Regions from separate parts of the Zea mays genome. Here region 1 is linked to region 2. A link is a contact called in public Hi-C data. All regions are on one chromosome and are shown on one strand. The core of a region is the stretch at or near the end of the contact, and the rest is flanking DNA. Distances in the headings are between cores, read along the strand shown. Region 1 has its middle 3.8 kb from the start of LOC103635352. Region 2 holds the start of LOC103635349 (protein SUPPRESSOR OF PHYA-105 1).

Evidence for each region. Hi-C and Micro-C count contacts between places; a contact is called where the count stands out from the background.
Region 1: a Hi-C map of leaf shows a contact between it and region 2, with 7 times the contacts expected there. The contact joins the enhancer-like site here to the promoter of LOC103635349 in region 2. A contact is called at or near these places in 4 of 25 Hi-C or Micro-C datasets (leaf and tassel).

The regions. Positions count from the first base shown.
Region 1 is chr8:73,595,779-73,600,896 of Zm-B73-REFERENCE-NAM-5.0, forward strand. No RefSeq gene overlaps it. Among protein-coding and RNA genes, the nearest start is that of LOC103635352, 3.8 kb to the right of the region's middle. Within about 2 kb of position 2,888, at least 18 of the 20 cell types and tissues checked have an H3K27ac peak or open chromatin away from gene starts, as enhancers often do. A contact at or near this core is called in leaf and tassel, where this site is marked.
Region 2 is chr8:73,510,763-73,515,818 of Zm-B73-REFERENCE-NAM-5.0, forward strand. It overlaps LOC103635349 (protein SUPPRESSOR OF PHYA-105 1), which reads right to left and starts at 2,695. Exons shown (of 7, transcript XM_008657827.3): 1 at 641-2,695. The coding sequence starts at 2,284.

The sequences.
Region 1 (5,118 bases), core at 1,638-4,137, 85 kb after region 2:
ACTGCCATGACGAAGGATTTTGCCATGACTGCAGTGTTGCCCCCGTACGAAGATATAGTTGCTTCGTAGCTCATCAGAAACTTCGGATCTGAGTGCCCATCATACATGGGGAGCTGAGGTGGCTTGTATGATGGGGGCCATGCTGTAGCCTGCAGTTCTACTGATAGAGGAGAAGCATCATCAAAAGCAAAATTTCCATGATGGAAATCTTCATACCAATCATCATCACTGTAGCAATTGTCTTGACGAAGCTCTCTCTGTGGAGGTCTTCGACCCTGGTCATCTTGAGTGAGATGGCGCATCTCTTTAGCAGCTTCATCAATCTTCCTCTGTAATTCGGAGAGGCGAAGCATCTTCTCCTTCTTCCTCTGAACCTGTTGATGAATAGCTTCGAGGTCCCTTATCTCCTGGTCCAGCTTGTCCTCTTGAGGGGTTGGACTTGTAGCCTTCCTCTTTTGAGTTCGGGCTTCGCACAGCGTATCCTGGTTGACATCTAGTGGTTGCAGTGCAGCCCTTAGACCTGAAGCTTTCTTCGGCGGCATGACGAAGGTCACAACTTGTCGAAGGTGGTCGAATGAGTTCACCGGAGGTGGGCGCCAATGTTGGGGACTTGTTCTCAAATGCTATGAATTAAGAACAAGGCAACACAGAAAGAAGTTAATGGTTAATGGCCTTCGTCCTTCGAAGCATTATTTCACTTAGGATATAACGATCTTCGGACGAAGGTCATAAAGGACATACCTTCATCATCACAGTTTACATTGATGAAAGAAGAAGCATGTGAAACATGAGAAATAACATGAATAATCATATAATATCATTTATATGTCCTTTTTATATAGTCATGAATGAATAAGAGCAATATTGAATTTACATTTATACCTTCGGCTTGGCAGAAGGCAAAGATTCGGGCGTGACGCACGAGCGAATACAAGTCAGCGTGAACAGTATGGGGTACTGTTCACCTATTTATAGGTACAGGACGCAGCCTGTGTGAAATTACATTCATGCCCATGGCATTCACTATTAACTCAAGAACAATTTGTCGAGGACCAGATAGCCTTTTCCCCTTTAGGTCGGTTACATTATCCATCGCAAAGCCGAAGCATCTTTACGAGTAGCTTCGGAACTGGTTTGACCTTCTCCCAGACTGTGCTTTCCTCATTGCGCACAGTTCCATACCAAGTCCGAAGGTCCCTGTAATAGCATATTATACTTGGAAAGCATGTTAGTCATATTTTTGAGGACCTTCGGAAGACGAAGGCCCCCAACATATACTTATATTTAGTAACTGCTAAGTTTTTTTGGCCAACTTATTAAAAGCAATGCTCAGCTTTAACCATTATTTGTTGACCAGCCTTACACTTCACATGAGCCCTCACTTTTGGTGAGCTCATGCACATTATTCCTCACACTTGTTGAGCGATGAACTTTTGTGAGCTCATCCTTGCGATATATAAACCCCTCACAGGTGAAGAGCAGGTGGCCCACGAGGAGGACTACTATGAGGAGTTTGATCAAGTCTAGGTGGCGTCTCCCAGTCAGCTTAATGGCGCCAAGGAAATAATATTAGTTCGCTTAATTGTTATCGCTTAATTTTGTAAAACACTTCCGCTATGTAATAATATTTGTGACATTTATCTCTATACACTTGGTCGTTATATGTGTTGTTCTTCTTTGGTGCACATATGAGACGCATCCGGGTTTACCCCTTAAATCTGGGTGTGACATGAATAAGCTTTTCTTCAATTGGCGCTACTCCTAGCCGATCGCGTATGTCATCGTTTCTCACTCGATCCAATCTTGTGTGCCCACATATCCAACGCAACATACGCATCTCTGCGACACTTAGTTGTTTGATATGTCGTCTCTTAGTAGGCCAACACTTAGCCCCATATAACATTGCAGGCCTAATCGTTGTCCTGTAGAACTTGCCTTTCAACTTCCATGACACTCTCTTGTCGCATAGGACTCTCGATGCTCGACGCAGTTTCATCCACCCCGCTTTTGATTCTATGACTAACATCTTCATCAATATCACCATCTCTCTGTAGTATTGATCCCAAATAACAGAAGGGTGTCCTTCTTTGGTACTACCTGGCCTCCCAAACTTACATCTCCCATCCTCGCTAATTATAGTATCAAAGTCACATCTCATATACTCGGTTTTTGGTCTGCTAATTCTGAATCATTTTTGACTCTAGGGTCTGACGCCATAACTCTAACTTTCTATTTACTTCTTCCCGCCTTTCATCTGCTATAACTACATCGTCAGCGAAAAAAGCATACACACCAAGGAATATCTTCTTGTATATCACTCGTGACCTCATCTATCACTAAGGCAAATAGATAAGGGTTCAAACGATACCACTGTAAAAACTAATAGTAATTACGGATTTTTGAATAAGACGAACCGATCAAACTTGATAATAGAAGTCGAACAAATTATAAATTGAGATACGGAGAGAGACCTACAGTTCTACTGTTAGTAAATTTCTACGGCACAACGGTTGTTGGGTTCTACTGAACTAAAGTATAAGTACACGGAGCTATTTAAGACTCATAATTAATATTCAATTTGATACAGACTCAACTTTTTCAAGGGACCAAACACCCCATCAAAGAGCCAGACATTGGTGACATTTTTGTTTGTATGACTGGTGACAAGATCGGTATATAGGTGATGCATCTTACGGTACCGCATAATAGTGGTGTCGGCGACACATGCTCTCTCTCTCTCTCACGTGGATGAAGATCGATGGCGAGGAGCGAAGCTGAGTGCGGAGTGCCGTCGCTTGTCTTGGCCTCGGCTCGCACGCGTATACGTGGTGAGGTGAGGCCGCGACGTGGGGCGCTGCCCGCCACCACCCCCGGCCTTAAACTATTCCCACCGCGCCGCGCGATCTCGGCTCGGCGCCCGGTCCATACCAAACCAAAAAAATCGTGAGGTCAGGACAGGAGCCCCCGCCCATCTTCTCGTTCGTACTCCCACGGTCGTCCAGTCCGTCCGTCCAGCCAGCCAGCCAGCCAGCCGTCCTCTGTCTTTCCGCGCCGCAGCACCGGTGCAACAAGCGATGGGGGGAAAGTGACACTGGTATAGTATACGTGTACTCCGTACGTGCCGTGCACCCGCGTGCCTTCGTTTTCTCTCTTTTCCTTTTCTGGGTGAGATGAGAGGCCAACGAACGTACGTGACAGCACGCCTGGGCACGGCAGTAGAGTATGGGGCTCGTTTCCCATTTCTGGAAAGATAACATATACTACGACTGATATCTGAAGGCGACGTCGTTGTGCTTGTAACATATGTTCCTGCTCGCCAGAGAAGGCTCGTTTCGCGTCGGTCCAAACAAAAAATCTTGAATCGTTACGTTTTATGCTTGTAGTAAATTGCAATATCCCCCACCCCTCTTGAGCGGAAGGAACACTAGGTTTAATTTTCTATCTGCTGGGCTATGAAAGTTTTTTTTCTGATAACATTTTGTTTCAAAGTGTAAAAGAAAGTATTCACAAAAATGTTGTGATCTAGACAAAACCGTTGCTTTGAGTTGTGTTTATATAATATCCCTACTACTATTAGGAACATAAGGTGGGCGCAGGGCGACACCATGGCCCCACGCGCCCCCGCTTGCACCCGTGCCCCGTGCGACCCCGCCGCACACCTCTATAGCTCCCGTTGTGCGCCGCAAGAACCGCGCATGCAGATCTCCGCGCCCTCCATTACCGCGATTGCAGATCTCCCCGCCAGAAATCTTTCCCCACATCCCCACCCACCCCACCAGCCCTCCTCATCTCCTCTCGTCGTGCCCTGTCCGCCCATGTCCTCATCGCCCAGCTCCACGTCCGCTTTGCATCGTCATCACCACTCTCCGCACCCACCCCCTCGCAATGGTATCTGGCCGGCCTCGAAGTCAGGGGTGATGATGTTGTCCCACGCAAATTATCCTGCAGCTAGGCGTGGTGGCCGCCGCGGAGTCCACGACACCGAGGTAGAGCCCCCCTCCCTCCCTGATGGCATGAGCACTGCTCTCTCCGCCCGATGGCAGGCACAGATGAGGCTAGGGATGGGCCATCCGTTGCCATCGCAACGACGCTGAGGATAATGGAGGGTCTGCATGAACCTAGGCTGAGGCCGATGGAGGGTCGTGTTCCCGGTCCCTGGTGCTTACGTCCTTCCTCGCTGGTGAACCGCGGTATGTGCTGATCGATCTGCGTGTGGTGCGCGCTGGTCAACGCGATGCGAAGCTCGCAGGAGAAGAACACGTAAGGATCTAGAACCTTGTTAGGAAGGAGGTGCGCCTTTTTGCTCTTGGTTCATTTCTTCTCTCCCTTCGTGTTGCTTCTTATGTTCCTCAGATCTTGTGCCCATCTCGATTTTGGTGACTCAATTGGCAAGTTGGGTTGGACACGTGAGTCTGGAACTATGTTGCAGGCTAAAAAAGATGCCTCTAACTATGTTGCAGGCTAAAAAAGATGCCTCTAAAGAAGCTAAAAGAAGAGGAGGGCTAGAGAAGAGGTTAATTAACATGGAAGTAGATGATTACGTCCAAGACACCAGACCTAGGGATGACGCATAGTAACAAATTGATTCTTGTTGTTGTCCCCTTCTTTTTTCCTGTGTTGTTGTTTGTGTCATATATATACATACATATGTATTAATATGTTTTATGTTTGGAGGATAGGACGACGAGAGTTTGTTTGCAACCGATCTGAAGGTTAGAGCGAGCGGCATGTGATGCGGGTATGTACATCGTTGTTCCAAAATTCATGTGTTTGATGCCGGATTGCGTGTAGCTAGCTGTTCATAGTAGGGATTAGCGTTGAAAAAATTGGGGGAAAGCAAAGTACACTTGTGACCTCAAGTTCAATTGAATAAATATGGCACATCAGTTAGACTGTTTGCTTATCTTAGAAAATTGATTTTTGTTCTTTTTACTACTAAAGCCTTACTTCTCTCTTCTGTGATTAAAGTGGTGACCAACTTGGAAGGGCAGTTCATATGTCAAGTTGGGAGTTCTGAGAAAGGATTGTTGAATGGCCAATTTGATGCTGCCCTATTTGACCACCCTCAGGGGAAGAAACAACTCTTATTTCCATGCAATAGATATCGCTCTTACATAA
Region 2 (5,056 bases), core at 1,445-3,944:
CAAGTGTGGTTTCAATTAGTAAGCAATTAAATCTGTGCAAGCATGGTGCTAGTGGAACAACTGCAATTCTCATATATAATAACAAGAGACTACATAAGAATTGGATATAGTAAGAACAAGGGCATTAGTCAGCATCCACATGTAACCAAGGCAAGCGTAGACCTGTAATTCCATGGTCTTGAACCTCAATAGCAATTGGAAACCACAACCAGATTCACTATAAGGTGCATGTGTCATGCAAATATGCTGCATAGTGAAGTGCTTTCAGCATTCCAAAAGCTGATGCACCAAAAAAACAGAATGCCTATCATATTCTTTCATTGGCAATGGAGATCATTGTGAAAGGACCATAAATATCTCAAAATTAATGTGATTATCTGTGTCATTTTTTATTTTCCTGATATGTTAATCTTTCGTGTTTAAAATGTGGTGGGACGTGGGAAACACCATGTTATGCTTATGCATGTCAGAAGTCCAACAGCTCAGAGATTTTAGGTAAACCACTTGAATTTGCTAGTAAATGATAGTAATATACCACCCCGCAAAACTACAAATTGCAATTGCACAATGTCACATCACTTCTACAAAATCCAATTATGGATACTGCTGCAAAAAAATGGCACTTAAGTACTGGATATACCTCAAATAGAAGAACCCCAAGGCTATAGATGTTTGATGGGGGTGTGCCTTTAAATTGACTGAGCTCCTCTGGGCTTTTGTACCAGCTTTCCTCAATATTCCTCAATTCAAATGCTGGTTGTTGGGTTCCAGAACTAGATACATGCTGAGCACTGGACATATTGCTGCCATATGATTCGACGAACTTAAAATGTTCTCTGGTAGTGTAACTAAAATTTTCTTGCCTTGAAATACCTGGATCGTTATCTTCAATTTGATTGTCGCGTATTTTGTCAGTCAAAAATGTATTTGCCAGCCGCCTGACAGCAACTAAGCCTTGCTCACCAACCTTTTGATGCTTCAGCATCAAATTTCCATGGCCATTAGAGTCTTGGTAATCAATTCTATGGCCAAAAGCTCTTTTTCTACTCACAAGATCTTCTCTAGCAAACTCTTGTTTGATTGATGTTGGCAAATCTTGTGTGGTATAAGAACCGATATATTTAACTTGATTTGAAGATAGGATCGTAAAATATGATGGTCGCAAATGTTGTAAAGTAAAACCCTGTGCATGACAGTTATCCACAAGATCAAGGATCTGCTTAAACAAATGCAATTTCTCAAACTTGGACATCGTTTGCCGCCCAGGCTTAATCAGTTCCCTCAGGCTAGTTCCCTCAGAGTGGGATTTTGAAACATCTCCACTAGTACTGAAAAGCATGTCCACTCTGGCCACAGAATCATGAATTGAGGTAGGAATTGTCGGGATCTTGTCCAGAGGGTCTCTGGGTCTTGCATTAGCTTGCACTCGGATCTCCTCCCGTGCACGTTGGTATGCAACCCCTTTACCTTTTGATTTGCTTTTAAGCGGTGACCCTAGAACCCCAGATGGGGGTGCCACAGTCTTACTTCTCATCTGATCAAGAATCCTATTCGAGAAGCTGCTTACTTTAAGAGCGTTGTCCTGATTAGACCAAGGGGACAAGAGAATCTGCTGGCTGTGAAATGGCGTCTTGAACTCATTATTCACATATCCGACACGACTCGTAGGTGCCTCATTGCCAGACACATCGTTGTTCCTTGAGATGATATTGTTGGCAAGGCTCGTCGCCAGATTTTCCCTGCTAGAAGCATCACCAGCCCTCGAGCTTGCAATGTCGCCATAGCTCAGTGCGGCGTTTTCCCTGCTGGCCAAATAGCTGGTTCTCCGGGCCATCCGTGTGAAGTTACCCCACAGGCCCTTAATAACAGCAGGCCTATCCCCACCGCTCGTGCTCCCACCAGCAGAGGCTTCGGGCTGGGCAGCATCAGCGCTAATGCAGTTCTTCAATGTGAGCTCCTCCACCCTCTCTTCCGCGCCGTGGTCCACGCCGCGCTGCGTCACGCTGTCCGGCCTGGACTCGGAGTTGGACAGGCCGACGCTGGCGAGGCCCCTCGCGCCGTCCGAGCTGCCCGCGAACCCGCCCGGCGAGGTGAAGAAGGAGAAGTGCTCGGACCAGTCCATGTCCCGCGGAAGCGGCGTGGCCGGCATCTCCAGCGCCTCGCTGCCGGACGGCAGCGGCGGCGGCTGCTGCGCCGCCGCCGCGGGCTGCCCACTCTCCTTGGCGCCCTTGATCTGCACATCCTCGCCGCCGCCGCCCACCTCCGCCGCCGCCGCCCCTTCCATCGCACCAAACCTACCCTGCGCAAACCGCGCGGCGCCCGCGCAATAAGGTCACGGCGCACGGGCCCAGTCGCGCAAAAGCCGAAAACCAGCCCAGGACCGATTCAGTTCAGCGGCGGGGAGTCATGCGCTCGTACCTCGCGGCGGGCGCGCGCGCGCGGGCGCAGCAGGCCAGCAGAAGCGAGCCGCCCGCGCGGCGCATCCTCGCGCGCAGCGCCGCCACGAGCCCCCCCTCCCGCGACCGATTGGCTGCGGTTCCGGGGCGCGGGTCAGGATGATTCGCCCGATCCAAAGGGCGACACTCGCCGCGGCGAGCAGCGGCACGGGAATTTCCCGAAACGGAAAGTCGACTAGGCTCTCTCTCTCTCTCTCTCTCTCTCTCTCTCTCTCTCTCTCTCTCTCTCTCTCTCTCTCTCTCTCTCTCTCTCTCTCTCTCTCTCTCTCTCTCTCTCTCTCTCTCTCTCTCTCTCTCTCTCTCTCTCTCTCTCTCTCTCTCTCTCTCTCTCTCTCTCTCTCTCTCTCTCTCTCTCTCTCTCTCTCTCTCTCTCTCTCTCTCTCTCTCTCTCTCTCTCTCTCTCTCTCTCTCTCTCTCTCTCTCTCTCTCTCTCTCTCTCTCTCTCTCTCTCTCTCTCTCTCTCTCTCTCTCTCTCTCTCTCTCTCTCTCTCTCTCTCTCTCTCTCTCTCTCTCTCTCTCTCTCTCTCTCTCTCTCTCTCTCTCTCTCTCTCTCTCTCTCTCTCTCTCTCTCTCTCTCTCTCTCTCTCTCTCTCTCTCTCTCTCTCTCTCTCTCTCTCTCTCTCTCTCTCTCTCTCTCTCTCTCTCTCTCTCTCTCTCTCTCTCTCTCTCTCTCTCTCTCTCTCTCTCTCTCTCTCTCTCTCTCTCTCTCTCTCTCTCTCTCTCTCTCTCTCTCTCTCTCTCTCTCTCTCTCTCTCTCTCTCTCTCTCTCTCTCTCTCTCTCTCTCTCTCTCTCTCTCTCTCTCTCTCTCTCTCTCTCTCTCTCTCTCTCTCTCTCTCTCCGTCCGACCCGCCTCTGCGCTACCCCTTGCGAGTTGCGACTTGCGGGCGAGCGTGGCGTGCTGGATGGAAGGGAAGGGAGGGAAGCGGTGGAAGGAAGGGCGAGGAGGAAGTCGAGTAGTCGGCTCGGCAGTCGCTCATGGGTGGGGAAACGAGCTCTGCTTTTTGCTTTCTTTCGCGCGTGGCAGCCTGTTGCAACCCTGGCCGCTTGTTTCGGCCAGGAATCCTGTAGCTCGGTGCGGGTTCTGTGTCTGTGGTGCCGGGGCAACCAGCCACCACCCACTCGTGGAAAGGCAATATATAATCCGTTTAACTTTTTAAAATTAAGTTTGATACGAAAATTAAAAATTGAAAGCTATATTTAAAATATATAGTAGGCTAGACGATATCACTAACAAAATTAATAATAGTACTAAAATGGAAATTTCAAAATCATACTTAAAGTATATCATATGTTTCGGCCAGGAATCCTGTAGCTCGGTGCGGGTTCTGTGTCTGTGGTGCCGGGGCAACCAGCCACCACCCACTCGTGGAAAGGCAATATATAATCTGTTTAACTTTTTAAAATTAAGTTTGATACGAAAATTAAAAATTGAAAGCTATATTTAAAATATATAGTAGGCTAGACGATATCACTAACAAAATTAATAATAGTACTAAAATGGAAATTTCAAAATCATACTTAAAGTATATCATATGTTGAACGATAAACGTGAATATCATCATAGCCTTTTAGTCCAAATAAGTTGTGGTAGACTAGAATTAAAACACAACAAGATATCACTAAAATGAGAAAGAGAGAAAGGCGAGAGGAAAAGTTTTGAGAGCACTAAAAGAAAAATAGCCTAATTATGGTTCGGATACGTGGATAACTTCTTTCCAATTATTTCTAACCAAACACTGTTGTAATATTAGAGAAACAAGTGACATGCTTCCTTTATATTTAAATAAATTAAATATTCTAATTCCGAATAAAACAAGCATATAACTCGGATAAATGCCATATGTAATTATTGCAGCAATGAATAGTAGCAATTCTAGAACATGTAAACATGTAAAATAGCTGCTCATGTCCATTTCATAATTAAACATGGCTTGCAGATGAAGAAGGCAGATTAAACAAATAAACATGATTGTTTATCTTAAAATATTGCTCTCAAAATAGCTGGTTGCTGTAATAAACAGCCCTCCAACGCTAAAAGGTGAAAAGAGATCCTCGACTAACGTGACAGTCCTATCTTACCAAATCAGGGTTTTAGATCTGATGTAATAAGCCTAATAATCAAGTATAAATGCTGATAGTAAGGAGCTGTGTACTAAATAAAATAACTGAATTTAACATAGGTTAACAGCCTCAACAAAGAGAGATTTAATTAGGCACAAATAATATCAATGCTGAAAATGATAATACACTAAAACCCAGACTCTCACGTTGTCAAACTACACCGCTATCATCATCGAGCACACAAATCCGTCCACAACAGTGCAATCACACCCAAGTATTTAATACTAGCAGATTGCACAAAATTAAACAGTAAAAAAAGTGAGACAACGAACAACTCACAGCACGTAGATTGTCTACGTGGGAAGACCAGCTCAGCGAACACAAGGTTCTGTCCCAGAAAACCAATTTCGGCGCCCACGTCCGGACCTGCACGGCGGGAGGTTGATGGAGATACTAGAGCCGCTGCCGGAGCCGAGGGAGACTGTCACACCCGGTTCCAGGGGGTAGAACCGAGCGCATACCATATGTGTGCCAGGAT